Linked DNA regions of Mus musculus: regions 1 and 2 are each linked to region 3. The links are chromatin contacts, called in public promoter capture Hi-C maps. All regions are on one chromosome and are shown on one strand. The core of a region is the stretch at or near the end of the contact, and the rest is flanking DNA. Distances in the headings are between cores, read along the strand shown. Region 1 holds the start of Rhbg (Rhesus blood group-associated B glycoprotein). Region 2 holds the start of Iqgap3 (IQ motif containing GTPase activating protein 3). Region 3 holds the start of Ssr2 (signal sequence receptor, beta).

The links. Capture Hi-C pulls out chosen DNA fragments and counts their contacts.
Region 1: a promoter capture Hi-C map of pancreatic islet shows a contact between it and region 3. The contact joins the promoter of Rhbg here to the promoter of Ssr2 in region 3. A contact is called at or near these places in 1 of 39 promoter capture datasets (pre-B cells) and 1 of 9 other capture datasets (pancreatic islet).
Region 2: a contact with region 3 is called in a promoter capture Hi-C map of adipose tissue. The contact joins the promoter of Iqgap3 here to the promoter of Ssr2 in region 3. A contact is called at or near these places in 2 of 39 promoter capture datasets (liver and pre-B cells) and 2 of 9 other capture datasets (adipose tissue and pancreatic islet).

Annotation. Positions count from the first base shown.
Region 1 is chr3:88,253,335-88,256,034 of GRCm38.p6, reverse strand. Rhbg (Rhesus blood group-associated B glycoprotein) reads left to right here and starts at 1,351. Exons shown (of 10, transcript NM_021375.3): 1 at 1,351-1,566. The coding sequence starts at 1,389.
Region 2 is chr3:88,080,752-88,083,451 of GRCm38.p6, reverse strand. Iqgap3 (IQ motif containing GTPase activating protein 3) reads right to left here and starts at 1,401. Exons shown (of 38, transcript NM_001033484.1): 1 at 1,360-1,401. The coding sequence starts at 1,396.
Region 3 is chr3:88,578,342-88,581,041 of GRCm38.p6, reverse strand. Ssr2 (signal sequence receptor, beta) reads right to left here and starts at 1,434. Exons shown (of 6, transcript NM_001356317.1): 1 at 1,356-1,434; 2 at 1,008-1,162; 3 at 1-68. The coding sequence starts at 1,162.

The DNA of each region.
Region 1 (2,700 bases), core at 102-2,601, 320 kb after region 3:
GCTAGGCTGGGACCTTCAGGGCCTAAGCCCGTTATATCCTTGTACTAGACTATCTGGTTCCAACCCTAGGACCTAGCCCAGGGTAGACACTACATGAGTATTTATTGAGTGAATGAATGAAGAAGAGAAAAGGGGGAAGTCAGGCCCTGGAGGAGTTGTAGATGAAGGGAGGTATGGAGTTAAGAGGAGGTTAAAATCAGACCACAGCTCTCTCTTCCCCTTTCTCTAGTTCTGGGGGTATAGAAGGCTCTTCCTCCCAGACCTGCTGGAACCACCCAAGCAACTACTGACACCAAGCAGGGCTCAGGAGTCACACCTGGGACAGGAGATGGCCCCCGCAGGGGGTGACCCATAGATGCTGAGTCTTTATGCTTAACCTTCCTGCTGACTGAAGAGTGATGGAGAGTCTCTGGACAGGGCCCACATGGACCAGCTGGGAGCTGTGTCACCAGAGGCTGATCTCTGGTCTTTCATGTGCCTGGCTGGACCCTTGGCACAGGAAACCAGACAGCTAGAATCCAGGTGTCCTCCCAAGTCCACAAAAAAGGCAGGGGCAGAGGCTCAGGTCCCTGCTGAGACAGTGGAAGAACTGGACAATGAGCAGAGGGTTAGCAAGCTATCCTACTGTCCCTGCACCTGTGGACTGCAGGTTTCAGAACCAAGAGTACCAGTGTCCCTACCGGCTAGAGTCCTTCAGGGACCATGGCTGTTGGAGCTGTAATCTCAGCTCAACTTAAGGTGGTAGAGGCTGGGGCCCGAGAGATGGCTCAGCAGTTAAGAGCACCCACTGCTCTTCCAGAGGTCCTGAGTTCAATTCCCAGCAACCACTTGATGGCTCACAACCATCTGTAATGGGATCTGATGATCTCTTCTGGTGTGTCTAAAAAGAATGGCAGTGTACTCATAAAATAACTAAATACATCTTTAACAACAACAACAACAACAACAAAGGTGGTAGAGTGGTAGAGGCAACTGCTTCTGAGAGGGGCCATCTGGTTTATCTCTACAGCCAGGCAACGGAAGATCTCAGCATTAATCCGATTCCTTCCTATTAACCGAGGGAAACCAGGTAGGACCTTTAAAGGATACTAGCTTCTTGGATGCCAATCTCTCACACCAGGTTTAAAGGGGCGAGTACCTTTCCCCCTCTCTCCACCCTCTGGCAGCTGGGGCACAGTTGGGGAAGCTCACACATCACCGGTGCCTCAGCGGGGCCATGGGAAACAGGACCTGACCTGCGGGGCTAATCCCTGCCAACCTCGAGCTGAGGGGTGGGGCTCCCCAAGGAGCAGCACGGCCTCCGGGGGGCGGGGCCTCACCTTTGCGGTGGCAGGAGTCAGCTTGGCCGGCACTGCCCTGCCGGAGACCGGGAGAACACAGCCGCGTTCATGGCCCGCGTTCCCCGCCACCGGCGCCTGGTCCTGCCGCTGCTGTGCCTGCTCTTCCAAGGCGCCACTGCCCTCCTCTTTGCTATCTTTGTCCGGTACAACCACGAAACCGACGCTGCCCTGTGGCACTGGGGCAACCACAGTAACGTGGACAACGAGTTTTACTTTCGCTACCCAAGTGAGTGCGGGCGAGGGCGTGGGAAGCAAAGCCTCTAAGTCCCGGGTGTGTAGGGAAGGGCGTTGATGGGTACTCCTGCCACCAAGATGACTGCCGGGGCTTTAAAATAGTCCCCTTTCTCTAGTGTCCCTCTTGTTCCAGGCACTGCTGGGGATGGCACATGCTCTATCTCAGGCTGAGGAGAGGTAAGGCTCAGTCAGAGTCAGGGTCAGACAGTAAGGGGAGCTGGGGCTTCAATCCAGTTGTAAGTGGCCCCAGTGTTAGCTACTGTCTCACCTTCCGTTGGGGCTAATTTGACTTTGTCTAGGAGTCCAGCTTGACCACAGGAAAGAGAATCTTGGTGGGACTGCCAGGTAGGGTGCCAGAGGAGACGAGGGAGAACTAGGTGTGAAATTCCCACATGTTCAGGCGTCGAAGATTGGTTTCAGCACAAACACTCCAGGTTTGAGAGTGAGAGGACCCTGGACCCATTTGCCAGTTTCAAGGCCAGTGTGAGGCGGGCTAGGGCTGTGCTCGGTGCTGCACTATTATCTCATCTCACAGTTTAAGGTGGCTGCGGGGTGCCCATTATCACCCACCAAGGATCGCACAGCTAGAATAGCGCTTACACATCATAAACTTGACCACTGACCATTTGCCTCCTGACAAGGTTCTGGACAGGGAGTTAACCCCCTCATGGAGACAGAGCATTTCCTTCGAGGTTGTAACTGAGGCACTGGACATCTGGGACCAAGCACACTGCCCCTCCCTCTAATGCCCAAGTCAACCTTCTCTAGTTCCAGTTCCTCATCCAAGTGCCAGGAAGAAGCTGGGGGTGATGGTTTGTGCCTGTAATCTCAGTGCTCCAGTAGTGGAGGAGGGATGATCTGGAGTTCAAAACCAGCCTCAGCCACACTGTGAATCTGAGACCAGATTGAGCTAACAAAACTCTGTCTCAAACGAACAAACAAACAAACAAACAAACACCAAAAAGGAGTGAGGGAAAATGTCTGTTTGAAGGGCATGCAAAAAGCAACAAGGCTATTAAACCCACTTTCTGCCGCTGAGCTGTTGACAGGCTGTCCCCACCTCACCCTGCCCTTTCCCAGCAATGGGGACATAAAGGGCTAAGGGAGACTTTGAACTGTGCCAGGA
Region 2 (2,700 bases), core at 152-2,651, 500 kb after region 3:
GAACATATTCCCTCAGCAGTCCCCTCAGAGCACAGAAACCCTCTCCGTGCCCCAGTTCTTCCCAGTGTACCCATTATCAGGGAGCATCCTGCAGCCTTCTGTACCAGAGACATTTCCTTGTCTCCTATGCAGCCAGTCATCTTCCCATCTTTCTCATGAACCCCCTTCACTGTCATCCTTGGGAGCATGGCTGACATCATCAACCATTAGCGCAGTCATTCATTCATGCCAGACCTTTCTGGGCTACGGAGTACTCCTATTTTGCCTTAGCCACAGTCTTACTACCTCTCTATGTTTTTCATGGGGAACACACTATAAACATAAACACGGGACAGCTGCGCACAGGAGCAACGAACAACCGAGCTCAGAGAATACGCAAGAGACAGCATGGTCTCTCTGTCTTTGACTGGGCACTCCAGTCATTTTTATTCCTTATCCCATTTCCTCATCTTGGATATCCTGCAGTATGACTTCAGGAAGGGCTGGGCTTATTTGAATTGGCAGTTCAACAGACACACGCTTCCAAATACAGATTTGAAAGTGCTGGCCAACAGCAGAAAAATCCCCTGATTGCTCTGAGGGAGTTTACAAAGGAACAAGAGTTGGTTGTTGAAGCATGGAAAATAAACCAGTAAGTGAGTGACATCACCTCAGAGTTATGAATTGGGAACTCAGCGAGGTGGAATGGGAGGGGCCTTGAGCAAGGGAGGCGCTAGCCTCCTGCCTGCACACACGCCCACATACCAGAGTGTCTCAAAAACAAACAAACAAACAAACAAACAGGTTTCCTGGAGCTTCCGTTCCTTCATGAGGTGGATGGACATTGTTTTTCATTCAGATGGTCAGGTGGAATCCTTTCCACCCTCCCCACCAACCCGAGTTTTTCTCAGCCCGAGTTACCATGTTTCAGGTAGCCCAGGCTGTCCTCTCTATACTATGTAGCTAACAATGACCATGAACTTTTGACCTTCGGCCTCCACTTTGCAACTGTTGGAATTACTGGAGTGCGCTGCCAAACCGGCCCTCCGGGTTCTGCATTTTAAAAAAGCGTCCAGGTGATCAGGCGTCAAGTCATTTGGGAGGCAGCGTCTCAATGCGGAATCCCGTCCCGTGGCACTTTTTGGCAAATACAGTAACTGCTGAGTTTTAAGGGGCCATTTAGATCATCTAGACTCCTCCACCCTGGAGCCCCAGAAACTGGGAAAAAGGGAGTGCGCCCTTTGAAGGGTTTGCAGCTCAGTTACCTGGAGCACACTTCGGCGAATTCCCGGGGGAGCAGTGCTCCGGGCAGCCAATCCCGCGAAAACCAAGCCCCGCCAGCAGCACCCCGCTCCACCCTCAGATCCTTCCCGCACTCACAGGCTGTCCGAGCTCGGCCTGCCGCGCACGGCTCCATGTTCCTTCTCCTGCCAGTTTTGAATCTCCCGCCGCTGGGACACCACCCCTCACTGCGGTCACGCCGGGATGGGACGCTTCCCGTTCGTGCCGCAGGGAACCCTGGGTTTTGTAGTTCCTCTTAGAGATCGTGAGCTAGCTTAGGTCAGTTTCTTGATTTGCTTTCTCTAAGGCCCCGCTGCTCATCTGGCTTTTTAACAAATAGTCCTTGCAGCTGCCCTTCCTTTCACTAACCTGTCCTACTTCCTATAGAATTCCTGGGCCTCCCTGTGTGCTATTTGGTGTTTTACTCTGAACTAGATGACAAATGCAGGGATATACATGTTCTAGACTAGTGCTGTTACAGCAACAACAGATAGCACAGTCAAAAGCTTGGAGGTCTATGCCGCACAGAGGGAAAGATCCACTGCAGTGGAGGCAGAGACCTTCCTAGTGAAGGCTTCAGCTGATCTTGAGCAGGACAGAAAAACAGATTAATTAAAAGGGTGTGGGAAGGGAAAGGAGGTCCCGCCACCATGGAGTCTGGTTGAAATCGCCAGCTAAGGGTTGGGGCTGGAGAGATGGATCAGCGGTTAAGACCACGGGCTGCTTTTCCAGAGAATTCGGGTTCAATTCCCCGCATCCATATAATAGCTTACAACTGTCCCAACTACAGCCTCAGGGGGTCCGACATCCTCACACAAACATACATGCAGGCAAAACACCAATGCACATAAAATAAAAGTAACTAAATAAGTCATTTTAAAAAAAAAGAGAGATGGCTCAGCAGTTAAGAGCACTGACTGCTCTTCTGAGCCACCAACCACATGGTGGCTCACAACCATCCATAATGAGATCTGATGCCCTCTTCTGGTGTGTCTGAAGGCAGCTACAATGTACTTACATATAATAAATAAATAAATAAATAAATAAATCTTTAAAAGAAAAAAAAAAAAAACTTCTCCTGGAGTGGCACATTCTTTTAATACTAGGGGAGGCAGAGGCAGGAAGATCTCTGTGAGTTTGAGGCCAACTCTGGTCCACAGAGCAAGTTTCAGGACAGTCAGGGCTACACAGAGAAACAGGGTCTTGAAAAACAAACAACAAACAAAAGACTTCCTACACAACTAACAAAGTCAATGTGAAGATTATTTATAGAGATAATATTCCTTCTATACAGAAATATTTCAAATGACACAATATGAGGAATAAATATGACAACACTTTATACACATATATGAAATTGCTCCTTTTCTCCATTTTGTATACTCCAGGGTCCCCTGTCCAGGGAATGGCCCCACCCACAATTAAAAAGGGTCTACCTAA
Region 3 (2,700 bases), core at 185-2,684:
TACCGGAGACAATGCCGAAGTCTTCTGGAGGGAAGGAATCGTCAGATAATTCCACATCTAATGCAGCGCTGGAAAGCAGAGGAAATAAAGAGTGAGGGACAGGGCTGGCGAGATGGCTCAGCAGTTAAGAGCTCCGACTGCTCTGCCGAAGGTCCTGAGTTCAAATCCCAGCAACCACATGGTAGCTCACAACCATCTGTAATGAAATCTGATGCCCTCTTCTGGAGTGTCTGAAGACAGCTATAGTGTACTTACATATAGTAAATAAGAGTGAGGGACATAAAACTAAGGGAACTGACTGGAAAATCCACCTGCTGGTCAAAAGAAACCCCCATAGTAAGTTGGGCCTGTTTTGAAGAATCCAGATCAAGGCCTGGATTCTGTTGCTCAGAAGTGAATTGCCAAAGGTAATCTTGCTCTAATTCTAGACAGGGGAAGTAAGATATAAATGGAAAAATATATAAAAGGAAAGAACAACAAAAAAGTGCTCATAGGAGCCAGCAGTGGTGGCCCATGCCTTTAATCCCAGCACTCGGGAAGCAGTGTGAGAGACAGACAGATGTCTGTGAGTTTGAGGCCAGCCTGGTCTAAGAGTGGACTCTTCGACAGCCAGTTAAGAAACTCGGCCTTGAAAAACAACAAACAACAAAAAAAGTGATTGTAAGTGAAAGAAGAAAGCTGGGAGTCCGCACCCGAGGTAAGAGGACAGATGTACACTCTGTGTCTGCATTTCCTTTTTCACAAGCTGAATTTATCCCTGCCTTTGAAAGCCTTCTGAGACCCCAAAGTGGTTTCTTGTAATTCACCTAAGGATGTCTTCACCTTCAAAAAGCACCCGACAAAGGTAAGCCCTCTAGTATATTCATTCATTCATTCATTCACTCACTCACACACTGCACTCGATACTGGAGGACTCCAAAAGAGAATTCACTCCCCAACAAAACGTTCTCTATGCCCACGTGGAAACTCGGAATTCAGAAGGAAGCTGGCGAACTCTAGGCCGTTACCTGGAGCCGACGTTGTAGATGTTATACTGCAGGGTCAGGTCCCTCCCTTCCACAGCGTATCTGTTGAGCAATGATTTGGAGGCCAAAAGCCTGGCTCCTTCTTCTGCTTGACTGACGGCTAACAGAGCCAACACCACAACCGCCAGCAGCCTCATCTTTGGAAAAAAGCAAAGTGAGCAATCGACCCAAGCATGGGAAACACTGCCAGCCAGGCAGCCTGTGCGGCGCCACACTCCAGCCCCGCCGCCAGGTCCGCAGCCGCGAGCCCAAGCCACAGCAGTGTGTACCGCGCTGCCGGCCAGGCGGGGTCAGCGGGGACCCCAGCGCTCTTGCGTCTCCCAGACTCACCGTGAGCACCCCAAACGCCTCCCTGGGCCACAGACAACCGGAAAACAACGTCAGCCTCCGAAAGACCGGAAACGGATCTGACCGGAAACCCTGATGTCCCTTCCTGTGCCTTATGGATGTTGTAGTTCTGAAACAAGCCCCACCTTCCCCTTTATGGCGGCTGATACCCCAAAGGAGTTGAGTTACCTAGAGTCCTTGACTCTTTCCTGTGTGTCCTCCAATTTCTTCTCATTAATGCTTACCCCATGGAAAACCCCTCTGTTTAAACTAAAACGAAATAAGCTGCATAGGCACAATTTCAAAGTTCAAAGAGTCGCCGACTTTGTTTTAAGGCTGAAGTAGCTGATATAGCCTTTCCTTGAATTCTTAGATTTCCAAGCTGCTAGTCACTGCCTTATGTAATTAGCACTTTATAGAGACTTCAGACAACTAGTAAACAGGGCCAGAGAGACCCCTCGGCAGGTAAAGGCACTTGCCACCATGCCTGCCCACCTGAGTTTGAATCCTTGGACCCATTTAATAGGGCACCGACAAGTTCTCCTCTGAACTCTACATGTGCACACACACATGTGCATAAACACATGAACATGTAAACATGCTTATAGCACATGTGCAGGAGAGTTCTTCCACATCCCTTCTGTAGCACTCTTACATCCAGGATGGGTTTACTCTGCACCTGCTCTGTGCTCTGGCACTACTATAGATGCTGGTGGGGTGATGAGAGAACCTTCTCCCACTGCGCCTGGCTCTCCTGGGACAGACACCCTATGCTTCTTTTTTTTCTTCTTTTTTTGAGACTGGCCTAGAACTCACAAGAGATCCCTTGGCTTCTATTGTCTAAGTGAAACTAGGATTAAAGGCATGTGTCACCATGCCTGTTGTGTTTATAAAAAGATAAGGAGAGGAAATGTGTTTGGTGGATGTGTGGTAAGGTGTGGGGTTAGGGAATGCCACCGCGGGCTCATGCTGAGGCATCCCTTCCCCCCACCCCCAGGGACTAGCCACAGGACAGTATAGTATAGAATAGTTTATTCAGGGCATGGGAAGAGGAGCTGAGAGTTAGGAGAGAGAGAGAGAGAGGGAGAAGTAGAGGCTGGCCATCAGCTCATGGAAAGAAAGAGTGGAGAGAGAGAGAGAGAAAGAGAGAGACAGAGACAGAGAGAGAGAGAAAGAGAGAGAGAGAGGAGGGGCAAGCAGCCCCTTTTATAGTGAGTCAGGCACACCTGGCTGTTGCCAGGTAACTGTGGGGTGGAGCTTAAACAAAATGCTAACAATGCCTAACCCTTTGATTGACCTACCCCCCATTTTTTGTGGGGAGGGGGTTCTTTATATACCTGAACTCTAT